Linked DNA regions of Sus scrofa: region 1 is linked to region 2. A link is a contact called in public HiChIP or PLAC-seq data. All regions are on one chromosome and are shown on one strand. The core of a region is the stretch at or near the end of the contact, and the rest is flanking DNA. Distances in the headings are between cores, read along the strand shown. Region 1 has its middle 290 kb from the start of RUNX1. Region 2 overlaps RUNX1 (runt related transcription factor 1).

Region 1 (5,952 bases), core at 1,710-4,209, 350 kb after region 2:
ACAACTATAATTTAAAGCTAGTTCATTGTATTTGTCTCAATTCCAGAAGAGGCAGAAGGCAGACTCAAATTAGAAGGATCTGAAGATACAGTAGGATGGACAGGGTGTGTTTCCTCGTGGAGACCCCCCTGAAATGCAAGCTGGAAAAATAGGCTGACTTCACCAGTCTGTTTTACCAGCATTCCTTGCTGGGCTCCCTATTATCTGAACCCAACTGGGACCAGGAAGCAAGAGAGGCCACTGAGGCAATCCTCAGAGCTCACCCCCTGCCAGAGCGTGGAGCAGCGTGAAGAAGGATGGAGGGCAAGCGGGGTAGCCAGCACACTGAAAAAGAGGCTTGATCCACAGTAAAGAAATCAGAGTATCACCTCTGCCAGTGGAGTCCCAAATTCACAGTGCATTTTACACTGTAACATAGTGGGCACATGTCTACGTGCATTAAGTGTTTTTAACAACACACTTCTTAAAACCAGAACTTACATTGACCACCCACAAAAAACCAACAGAAACTCTCTATTCTTTCTGTTCTATTCCATTCCATTCCATTCATGTTTTAGGGCTGGTTGCAACCCATGAAAATGATATCACAACCCACAGTTTGAAAGCCTCTGGCCAAGGACAATCCCTCCATTTAAAAAGTATAAAGTCTGGGACCTTGCAAGGTGAAGGGCTTTGTCCAAACATAAAATATAGGTGATTCAAGCGATGTGGGTGTGTACACCTAGTGGGGGAAAAACAAAAAAACTCAGCTCATTTCATCTATCCAAGTGTCTTCTTCCAAACCACATGCAATCATTTGTTTTGAGACATGGTTTTTTATGAGGCAGGTGTCCTGAGACACCTCAATCAGTGAAATAAGCAGGGTCTTCGTTGTGCTGTGAAAAGTGGTGAATTTGGGGAATGGAAGGCTTGAGGTCATGATCCTGGGATCTGGCTCCATGTCTTTAGGAGGGTGGCTGTGAGAAGGCTCATATCCTCTACTTGCAGGTAAAGGAAAGTGTACCTTCTGCCTCCTGAAAGACACTTGTTGGACCCAAGGAGGGTGCACAATGACAGCTTCTCATGCATCAGTGTGAATGGCCATGGGGCCAACAGAAGCCACAGCCTGGCACGTGGGCTAGGTCTGTGCTGCTGACCTTTGCACAGGAAGGCTCCCTGCTCTGAAATATTTCAGAGAAGCTCGCTTTGATGATTTTGAAAAGTAGCAGAACTTGTTCCCTCCTTGGCAGGCGTTTGTGCATTTCACTCATTTCAAGTCAGGACTAATAGTCCTAATGATTTTGAAGAGCCCTAAATGATTCCTTTATGCCTGGCCAGGATTGGCCAGGGTTCCTCTTACAACCCACAACATACACACACGTTCCACAGAAAAATAAATACTGGCGTAACCATGTTGGTGCCATGCCACTTAAAACGGCCATTTTCTTAAGTACTCATTTTAAAAGCAACTTTGTTATTTCAGCATCTGCCTTTGAAAGCTGGCTTTCTGTATCTCTGGTGTTATGTTTTCATCACCAGATGGAAAAATAAAACATTAACTCTTTCAACAATTGGAGAGCTCACTTACGTTTAAGGAAAAAAAATAATAAGTCCAGAGAAAATGCATCACTCCCTGCTTTCTTGGTCCTGTGTCGGAGTTTTCACAAAGTGTCCTGCCCCAACTCCTGGATAGCCATCAGATGAAAAGCTCTGCCCTGGGCAGAAGACTCAATGCTCACTGCCTGTGATGTCTGCTTCTCTCCCCGTCTACCCCATAGTGATGACTTTTGCCCATGCTCCCAGAGTTTATAAAAGTTGGCAGACCAAGTACTGCGTGTATGTGTGTGTGTGTGCGTGCATGCACACGTGCGTGTATAAGCAAGCATGTGGGCATGTGTCCAGGGGCTATGGAAGATGGGGAGAGGGCAAAAGGAATAAAATACATTTAGTCCTTTAAGGGATTTATACTTCCAATCCTGAATTGAGACAGAACAGATGAAAAGTGAAATCATGCTCCAAAGAAGTTATGAGGGAATGAATTTCAAAGAACCGTCGCGGTGCAAGGCGACCCCGTGTGTCCCCATTCCAAACCTCAGGCCCTTCCACCTTCTGTTGACTTGTATTCATCAACGTCAGGTTAACATGATACATGCCAGCCACTTTGCTTCCTGATGGCCAGAGCAGTGGTCAAGGATGTTAGCAACAGCTGCTATTTGTACAAGGCTGGCCTCTCTCAGCGCGGACAACACCCAAGGCACACACACCTGGCCTTGACCTGAAAGGTGCTTTCAACACCCACTCTCACCCAATTGTTCTTGTAATTCAAGATTTTTCCTGTAAGGTATTCTGTGAAACGGATACCCTCACTTTATTTAATTAGTAGGGTTTTTTTTTTTTTAATTACGAGACAGTTTTAGATGTACAAACCGTAATGCTGAAATAGTTTTTGTTCCACCATGCCGTTTCCTCACTTATTAACATCCCACACTACTATGCATGTTTGTCACGACAAATGAACCGATATTGAAACTTCACTGTAAACCAAAGTTGATGTGTTATTTAGACGTCTCTAGCGTTTTCCTAATGTCCTTTTTCTGCCCCAGGATCCCACCTAGGATACCACAATCCATGCTGTCGTCATGCTTCTGTGGGCTCCTGCTGTCCATGTCAGTTTCTCAGACTCACCCTGTTTTTGATGACCTTGACAATTTGGGGGAGTATTGTCAGCTAGGCTATAGGAGGTCCCTTCATTTGGCTTTGTCAGGTTTTTTTTTTCCATCACTAGACTGGTAGTGGTATTGCCCTTTGGGGATGTCGTATTGAAAAATATGTGTGTTCTGTGAAGTTTGGGTATTGGAAATCAATAGGCACTCTGCAGGGAGTGCATTAGTTGCATGGGAAACATCCATGAGAAGACCGACTCGCCGTAAACTACACTGATGCAGTTCCTTAAATTTGTATGGCCGTCAGGCCTTGAGGACATCCGAGAGCTTCCTTATTTGATCACACCACATAAAGAGCTATCATGCCAGCCACAGATATTGCTCTGTGTGGGCTGTCTGCTATAACAACCAACCTCAAATTTTCAGTGACTTAACAAAATCAAATTCTACTTCTCACTCATGCCACAGATAAATGCAAGTCTTCTGGGTGGTGCTGTGTCTCTTCCAATAGTGATTTGCTGCCACTCAGGCTTCTTTTTTCCTACGCCTGCCCTTTCCTGGCTCTTACTGGCATTAGTGAGTGGACAAGAGAAGAGAGAAAGAGCATGGAGAATTAGGTGGCAAGTTTTAAGGGCCAGACATAGATGTGCCATGCATTAATTCTGTATGCATTTTATTGGCCAGAACTCAATCACATGACACCCCCCAACTGCAAAGAAGAAGACAAAATGTGGTGTAGCACTACAGCAGACAGATAAAGAACTGGGAATTTGTGAACACACAACAACCTCTGCCATCCTTTGAACTTATGGGGCATCATTTCCTGTAGAGGAGTTCCCCTGTGGCTCTGCAGGTTAAGGATCTGGTGTTGTCACTGCTGTGGCTCAAGTTGCTGCTGTGGCACAAGTTGCTACTGTGGCACAGGTTTGATTCCCATCCCTGGAACTTCTGCATGCCATGAGGTCAGCCAAAAAGAAAATAAATAAGTAAATTTCCTGTAGATAAAAGAGATACAGTAACTCCAAAGATGCATATTGTTGTTTCCTTATAATATGCCTGTTGAGATTGTACTGAGGAGGCTGGGGTCATACTGTCTTTTCATAAGGACTTCCATTATAACACTGTCATTTCCTAATGCTGAAATTTGTCTTTTAAAGCAAAACAGAAGGAGAAGAGGTGCAAACTGGAGTTAATTATCACATCAAACAAATGTGTCTGATATAAACAACTTATACAACCCAACAGCAAAAAAACCAATCAATGGAAAAATGGGCAAAAGACCTGAATAGACATTTCTCCAAAGAAGATATACAGATGGCCAACAAACACATGAAAAAGTGCTCAACATCGCTGATTATAAGAGAAATGCAAATCAAAACCACCATGAGATACCACCTCACACCAGTCAGAATGGCCATCATTAATAAATCCACAAATAACAAGTGCTGGAGGGGCTGTGGAGAAAAGGGAACCCTCCTGCACTGTTGGTGGGAATGTAAACTGGTACAGCCACTATGGAGAACAGTTTGGAGATACCTTAGAAATCTATACATAGAACTTCCATATGACCCCGCAATCCCACTCTTGGGCATCTATCCGGACAAAACTCTACTTAAAAGAGACATGTGCACCCGCATGTTCATTGCAGCCCTATTCACAATAGCCAAGACATGGAAACAACCCAAATGTCCATCGACAGATGATTGGATTCGGAAGATGTGGTATATATACACAGTGGAATACTACTCAGCCATAAAAAGAATGACATAATGCCATTTGCAGCAACATGGATGGAACTAGAGAATCTCATCCTGAGTGAAATGAGCCAGAAGGACAAAGACAAATACCATATGATATCACTTATAACTGGAATCTAATATCCAGCACAAATGAACATCTCCTCAGAAAAGAAAATCATGGACTTGGAGAAGAGACTTGTGGCTGCCTGATGGGAGGGGGGGAGGGAGTGGGAGGGATTGGGAGCTTGGGCTTATCAGACACAACTTAGAATAGATTTACAAGGAGATCCTGCTGAATAGCATTGAGAACTATGTCTAGATACTCATGTTGCAACAGAACAAAGGGTGGGGAAATAATGTAATTGTAATGTATACATGTAAGGATAACCTGACCCCATTGCTGTACAGTGGGAAAAGTAAAAAAGAAAAAAAAATGTGTCTGGTGCTAAATATATACAACGTATTCAACCAGATGACTGCAAGAAGTAGCCATCATTACCCACATTTTACGGAAATGAGGACCAAGCAGAGTCGCATAAAAGGAAGCTGAACCTAAAAGCATACCTCAATCCAAAGTATACCTTTCTAGAAAAGAATGAACTGGGTCTTTCTTTCCCAAAGAGGCCGAATCTCTCTTTCATTTTTTAATGACCTTCTTCAATCTGAGCTATAGTATGTCTGGATGTTAATTGTCTAGTAGTCTAGACAGTGATGATATTATAACCAAGTTATGCACAGATAATCACTGTGTCACTGTTTCCAATGCTGCCTACACATATTGCTTCACTGAACACACTTGGCATGTGGATTATTCTCTTGATATTTATTTTCACCGTTTAAGTAGAGAATGCTTACTTAATCAAACCATCCGGTGGACCAAGAATTTTTTTTATATAAATCAAATGAAACATGAGCGTCTTGAAACTAAAAGAAAAATAATGTTCATGTGCCTCACATTTTTCTGGGAATGCTGGAGCAATCCACCTATACTTTTCTTGCTTCATTCACCAGAGAGAGGTCTTACACAGGTTCTTCAAATATTTTCATGACAAATCATTCCTTTCCAGATAGGTGACTTACCCAAAGCCATTCTCATTAAAAAAAAAAAAAAAAAAAAAAAAAAAAAAAAAAAAAAAAGAAATTTTCTGGAGATATCTTTTACTTACTCAGAATTAGGCTTTATAATCTATTTTAATGCGCCTACATAGCCTGCCTGGTCCAGTGCACAAGTGCTAGGAAAATGGACAACAATTTGGCTCTTACATGGACGGAAAATAAAACAATGTGTCTTTAAAAAAACATCGTCTTAATGAAGAATAAGGGTCATGATGTCATGGCATCACTTAAACCAACCTGAAGGAGGAAGATTTTGAAATCAATACAGAAATGAAAAACAATATGGTTTGGAAAGTGGGAGGATGTTCCAGACACAGTGGATAACAAGGTTTATTTTTGGCATGGAAAGAGAAAATGATCAAAGGGACCTGGATGAAATTTGTTCGGCCAAGGAAAAGGCATAGACCGGGGGTAACAGGCAGACACGCGGGCTTGGCAGGGGGGCGGTGCTGATA
Region 2 (6,058 bases), core at 1,576-4,075:
AAATCTAGGGGGTCAGGAAGGATTCTTCCCCCAAGCCTTCAGGTAGGGTGGCCCTGCCTTAATTTCAGACCTCAGGCATCTGGAACGCTGAAGGAAAATTTTTCTTTAGTTGTTTTCAGCTATCCACGCCATGGGCACTCATCACGGCAGACACAGAAAAATAATAAACCTCCTCTCAGATAGAGAAGGAAAAGCTTTCTCAGGGTCTGTGGCATTCCTATTTCTTCCCTGGACAGGGGAGAGGGCCAGTAGGCCTGCTGGCAGGATTCTTAGACCCTCAGACTGCTCATACACTGCACGTGCCTGCCTGTCCTTTCCTGAGACGGCATTTTGGGAGGGACACCAGACTGCAAGGCAGGAGCTTGGGGCACATTCTTGGCTGCTGGACTTTTGGGGAAGGCTGGAAGTAGCCACCTGGTGCCTCAGTTTTCCCTTTGAAAAAATGGGGCCTGTAAGTGAATATGAGCCAGGTGCTGTTCTAGGCACTAGGAATGCAATAGACAGTGAAACTGACCACATCTCTGCTCCCCCATGAAATTAACATTCTAGGGGAGATAGGGTATGACTCAACCAGTAAACAAGAGATAATTTGAGTGTAACAAGGGATGCAAAGAAAAATTCCCTTCTCAGAAAGTGACAAGGTGTCATAAAATTAAACATTGTAAAAAAAAGCTAAAAACCCCCAAACTGAAGAGTGATATTTTTTGACCATGTTAACCATCACACAAATGTCTACATAGCAGTCCAGGCAGGACCCTGTGAGCTCAGACTCAGTGGTCCTCTGCCTAGCCCTGCCAGAGGCTGGCCTAATGTGGGGCCAGAGGGGCCCTTCCAAGTCTAGTTTCTCTATTGCAGGGTCAGCAATAAAAGGGATGACTCAGCAGGCAGCATGCCTGGACCTTGCAGGAGGGAGTGTGTGTCCCCCAGGCTGGGCCTCCAGGCTGCTTTGGCAGCACGGCCAGAGGCTCCCTCAAAGAGCTACTCTCTTTCCCCACCAGGAAGAGCTTCAGGGGATCCTTTGGGGACACCTATGAGAGGTGCAAGGCACTGGATGTGCCTTTTGTCTGAAGATGCCATCCCCCTGGGGGTACCTCTCATGTGGTCACTTTGAGAAAGACACATGGAGCCAATTTCAGTCACTCTTAAAACTTCCAAGAAGAACAAAAGGCAAACTTTCCAAATATAATGAACTTGATAATGAACTAGAACAAAGAGCATTCTAGATATAGGCACAGTAAGTTAGCTGTGCAGTAGGTAATAGAAAATACATGGAGCTGGAGTTCCCGTTGTGGCTCAGCAGTAACAAAACTGACGAGGATCCATGAGGTTGCAGGTTTAATCCCTGGCCTCGATCATGGTGTTGCCATGAGCTGTGGTGTAGGACGCAGACGCAGCATGGATCTAGCGTTGCTGTGGTATAGGCCAGCAGTTGTAGCTCCAATTCAGCCCCTATGCTGGGAACTTCCATATGCTTCCGGTGTGGCCCTAAAAAGTGAAAAGAAAATATAAGAAAATACAAGGAGCTATTAGCGATGGGATAACACAAACCATTATTTGAAAATAGAACTATTTTGGAGAGAAGAACAATTTGGAGCTCCTGTGTTCCTGGTGACTTTCCACTCGATTTGCCTTCTCAGGTCAAACACCATTACTGTGGGGCACCATGGGGTTGCAGGAGAATACTGGCCTGTCTGCTCATTCCCACACACATGCACACCAACACACACAAGCAACAGAGGAATGGGACAGTGGTGGGCAGGGGGAACTTGGATTAAATGCAATGGCCTAATTTCTTCCACATCACTCATTGAAATTCCCCACTCACTCATTTTCCTAAAAGCTGATTTTCTCATATACTTTGAAGTTAGGCAAGTGGGTTTGAGGAAAGTCATATTCCCTTTGAGGTGTCTGCCTAGGAACATGCCAAATTATCTCAAGAGCCCCTTCAGCAACAGGAGAAGGCTCCCTGGGGTAAGTGAAGATGGAGAAAAATCCTAACCCAAGAAATATGGAGCTCATTTTGACAGTCATTGGATGGCTTAGTGGTTCCAGAGCAACCAGGGGAAATAAGGTTTTCTTGATGGTTGACATTCAAAGTTTTCATAAGAAAATTAAAAATATGATCAATATTTTATAACAACTTTAAGTGGAGTATAATCCATAAAAATATTGAGTCTCCATGTGTTATACCTGAAACCAATAGAACATGGTAAATCAACTACACTTCAAAAAATAAAAAGAATCTTAGAAGCAATTTCATAAATGTGGAGGAAGGGTAGGATATTTACCCAAGATGTAAACTGTCTAAATGAAATGATCCATTATCTTTTTTCCATCGGTGAGGGTCTCACGCAAGCTTTCCTGTTTTAAACTCATGCACATCTACATCGACAGTGTTTATGCTTGCAGAGAAATTGCTCAATAGATGTAGGTTGATCTAAAAAAAACCCCAGACATTGGTATTTGTATCTATATGAGATGATGGATGCAACGAATCTTATTGTGGTCATCATTTCACAGTACATGTAAATCTTTATGTTGTACACCTCAGACTTCCCAGAACTGTCTATCAGTTATATCTCAATAAGGGGGGCGGGGAGAATGGAAGAAAAAAAAAAAGCTGGCATTCAGTTCCAGCCTAAACATTGTTTGGGAACCTCTGTTCCTGTCCACCCTCAGAGACCTCAGCCAAATTCTGGGGCGGTTGGTTTGGTTTCCTGGCTGGAATTGCGACACCGTTGGGGCAGAGTCTTGTAGCTGCAGACAAGCCTGTGAACAGGGTGTCAGGAAGTCCGGGAAAGCATGAGTCAGCTCAGCGCTGGCACCCTTGGCATCAGGGCTCCAGAGGAAACTTGACCAGTAGCCGAAGTCAACAAAGGGTGTGAAGCAAGCCGCACAGCCTGGGGGAGACTGGAGGGGGGGCAGGCAGCTGGCTGTGAGCAGGGTCAGGGAGGGCCCGCCAGCGTGTCCCCATGAACCCCACACACCAGACTCCACCCTTCCCAGCAGAGACGATCCAACCCTTTCAGCTCTGACCACAACGGGTGGAATTTAATGACCTGGGAACTAATTTCTCGCTGGTTTGGGCAAACTAAAAAAGATAGAATGAGTAATGCATTAAAATCATCTTTTTTCCTAATTGAAAAAAAAAAGTATTACAATTCTGTTTGAGACTTGACGTCTTTGGAATCAACATTGCAAACTTCTGGGAGATAATTCGAGATCAAAATGTGTAAATGCTCTCATTTACTTATATTCCTGCATTGACCTGGGCATTGTTTACAGCAAAGGCTCTTGGAACCAGGAACTAAGAGTTGCTTAGATCTTTCTGTCCCTTTTTGTCTCTTGGCCTGTACGTGTAGGTACAGGTGTGTCTTTATGTAGGTATGTCCTTGTATGCATGGTTTCTTCTATCCATCACTGCTCCCTTCTAGAATATTCCTGCCCCACCTTCAGCATAGACTCACTTTTTAGAATTTTGAACCCTGAGAATCAGCAGAAATTCCTGGTCTGTGTTTGAATATCTTGAACCTGTCTGCAGCCTACCCTTAGGTGTGGAGAGGAATGGAAACTCCGACTTGTAGGATGGGGGAGCAGTGGGACCACCCCCACTTCACAGGGCAGAGATCCTTCCCAAAGTACCATCCTGGGAGCATCTCCAGGGTGTGATCTGACTTAACCAAGCTTCACCTCCACTTCTGTCCCTCAGCCTTGCTGTGGAGCTCAGATGTAATGACACTGCTCCAAAGAGCATGAGAAGGGAGTTAAATTGTGGGCAAAGTGAGAACAGCCTGGGATAGGTGCAGGAGAGGAAGTGGAAGGAACAAGACTCTTAGGGCTGAGTCGAGTCTTAGGGCCCAAGACGACTGTGGGGCTGAGGTCAGAGGCCGGGGGGCTCCTACTGGAAGGGAAAAGGCTGGAGAGGTGGACTCCCTTAGTCCTGCTGTGCCTGCCTCTGGCCCTTGGCTCCTCTTTCTCAGACCTGCAAGAAGAGTCCATTAGATCAGCCCACCACACACATCTAGAAGTTTCTGAGTATTGCAGGCAACTCAAAGACAGAAACTTCGGCCTAAAAGCAGACGTTTTGGATCAATGTTGCCACTTAAATAACAGCTTGAAAAAGAAAATTCAGATCCTCCTCTCTTTCTGTCTCCTTCCCCACTTGACTTCGTAACCCATGTCCTCTCTATTAAAACTCTAAGTGGAAAAAAAAGTTAGTTTCACAAAGATTCTCTACAGAAAGTGTAGCTGTAAATTATCCAGAAAGTTAGGCATTTCTGCATCACAGCTTTCTCCTGAGCTTATTGCTTTTCTTTACATTATGAGGCCAGGATGTTAAAAACAAAAATCAGAAAAAAAAAATCAACCAATAATAAGATTTTAGACCCTGAGCAAGATGACATAGATGCTATCAAAATAGTTTGCAAAATTATGGAAACATTGCTACATTTTCCATAGGGTTAACTTTTGAGACCAAAAAAAAAAAAAAAAAAAAAAAAAAAACTAATTTGGAACTTGAGATTTCTTTGAAAAAAAAATTCCCTTAACCAAACTGAAGACATTTACCAGGGAGAAGAAAATGACTAACTTGTAGTTTCCACAATGAGAAACACATTCCCATGGCTTCTGGCCACTTTCTATCATTACGTGATGGGCTTAAATTGCATTCATTTATAATGAGTTAAAAATATGAATGAAATCTTTAAATTAGTCAAAATAACGTCATGCTTTAAACATCCTCCCCTGCAAAGATAGAGAGGATATTGGATGGCAATTGACCTGACGATTGTTTCTGAGGATCGATTCCAAACCTGATGGGCCCATATTTAACTTCAAACCAAGAGTTGTTACTTCACAATTAAAAAAAAAAAAGAAAAGAAAGCAGACCTCTTATTGCAGCAGCGAGATAGGGCAGTGTAATGGCTTTGAGCGTGTCTCTTCCTGCAGCGTATCTGGCCTTGAGTCCAAGGAGCCCCCCGCCAACATCAAAGGAAGCTTTCGGAGATGGTGTGTGGAGCACCAGATAGCCCCGGGAAGGGGGGTGCCTGGCCTCTGCCAAGAGGAATTGCTAAAATTAGACAGTGAGGTAGTCTTGGGGCTGGAAGGGATCTTGCTAATCGTCTGCTTCCATCACTGATAGAACCCGTCAGACCTTCCAGACCTTCAAAGAGAAGGGCTTATGCAACCAGCAGGAATGCCTCTCTGGTTGGAGCTCCTTCTATCTTAAACTCTCCATGCTGCTACTCCCATCAATTTCCTCTTGTTTGGGGCTCAGTGCAGATTGGTGTGGGGGCAGCCAGGCCTTGTGTTTTGATCCTGCCTTTCTAAGATAGTTTTTGGTAATCTGAGGCCATCACCTATCTGGTCCTTGCCCTTTGTCTGGGATGCTGGCCTGTGGTCCTCATTTTGGCCTTCTTTGTATATTTGGGATGCACATGAAAAGGGGGTTTGCAAGGACAGCTGGAAAGGTCAGGGCCAGCCTCACACTATGGCCCAGCAGTGAGTGAGTGATCATCTGCCCAGCAGCATCTTTCTCTCCATCTTATCTTCCTCTCCACCTGCCTTGTCTTGCCCTGGTGACATTACCTGAACATCTGCCACTCAAGATTTATGCTTTGGTGTCAGCGGTGCCCCTCCTTCTATATTCCTCTTTGAAATTTTGAGTCCATCAGGAAAGGGTTAAGTGCCTTAAAATTAATATCTTTGCTGCCCTGATTTCCTCTCTAGAAAATATTTAGGGAAGCAAGACGGGCTGGGAGAGGGGATGGTGGGGGGGAGAAGAAAGGAGCTTAGGAAAAGGGGCCCTGAGCAGAGGCCACCGAGATCAGCTTCATTTCCCGAGGTCCTTCCTAGGCAGGACCACACAATGTCCAGAGACCACTGTGTGACTTGCAGAGATAACCGCAGTGGTTCCTGGCAACGCCCCTCTCCCTCCACCATCTGTCTTCCTCCCCAGAGGATCTTTCTTCGGGTTTGGGCACCATGAACCTCAACTTTGCAGAGCAGGGAAGGAGCCAGCTCCTCATCAATCCAACACGCATCTCATCAACTTCTTGCT

Evidence for each region. HiChIP or PLAC-seq counts read pairs in DNA pulled down with a chosen protein or histone mark.
Region 1: a contact with region 2 is called in an H3K27ac HiChIP or PLAC-seq map of alveolar macrophages. The contact joins two enhancer-like sites. A contact is called at or near these places in 2 of 2 datasets of contacts at active chromatin or transcription factors (alveolar macrophages and skeletal muscle).

The regions. Positions count from the first base shown.
Region 1 is chr13:198,926,307-198,932,258 of Sscrofa11.1, forward strand. No RefSeq gene overlaps it. Among named protein-coding and RNA genes, the nearest start is that of RUNX1, 290 kb to the left of the region's middle. Within about 2 kb of position 2,960, at least 3 of the 83 cell types and tissues checked have an H3K27ac peak or open chromatin away from gene starts, as enhancers often do. A contact at or near this core is called in alveolar macrophages, where this site is marked.
Region 2 is chr13:198,571,961-198,578,018 of Sscrofa11.1, forward strand. The region is part of intron 1 of RUNX1 (runt related transcription factor 1); the gene reads right to left. Among named protein-coding and RNA genes, the nearest start is that of RUNX1, 60 kb to the right of the region's middle. Within about 2 kb of position 2,826, at least 11 of the 83 cell types and tissues checked have an H3K27ac peak or open chromatin away from gene starts, as enhancers often do. A contact at or near this core is called in alveolar macrophages, where this site is marked.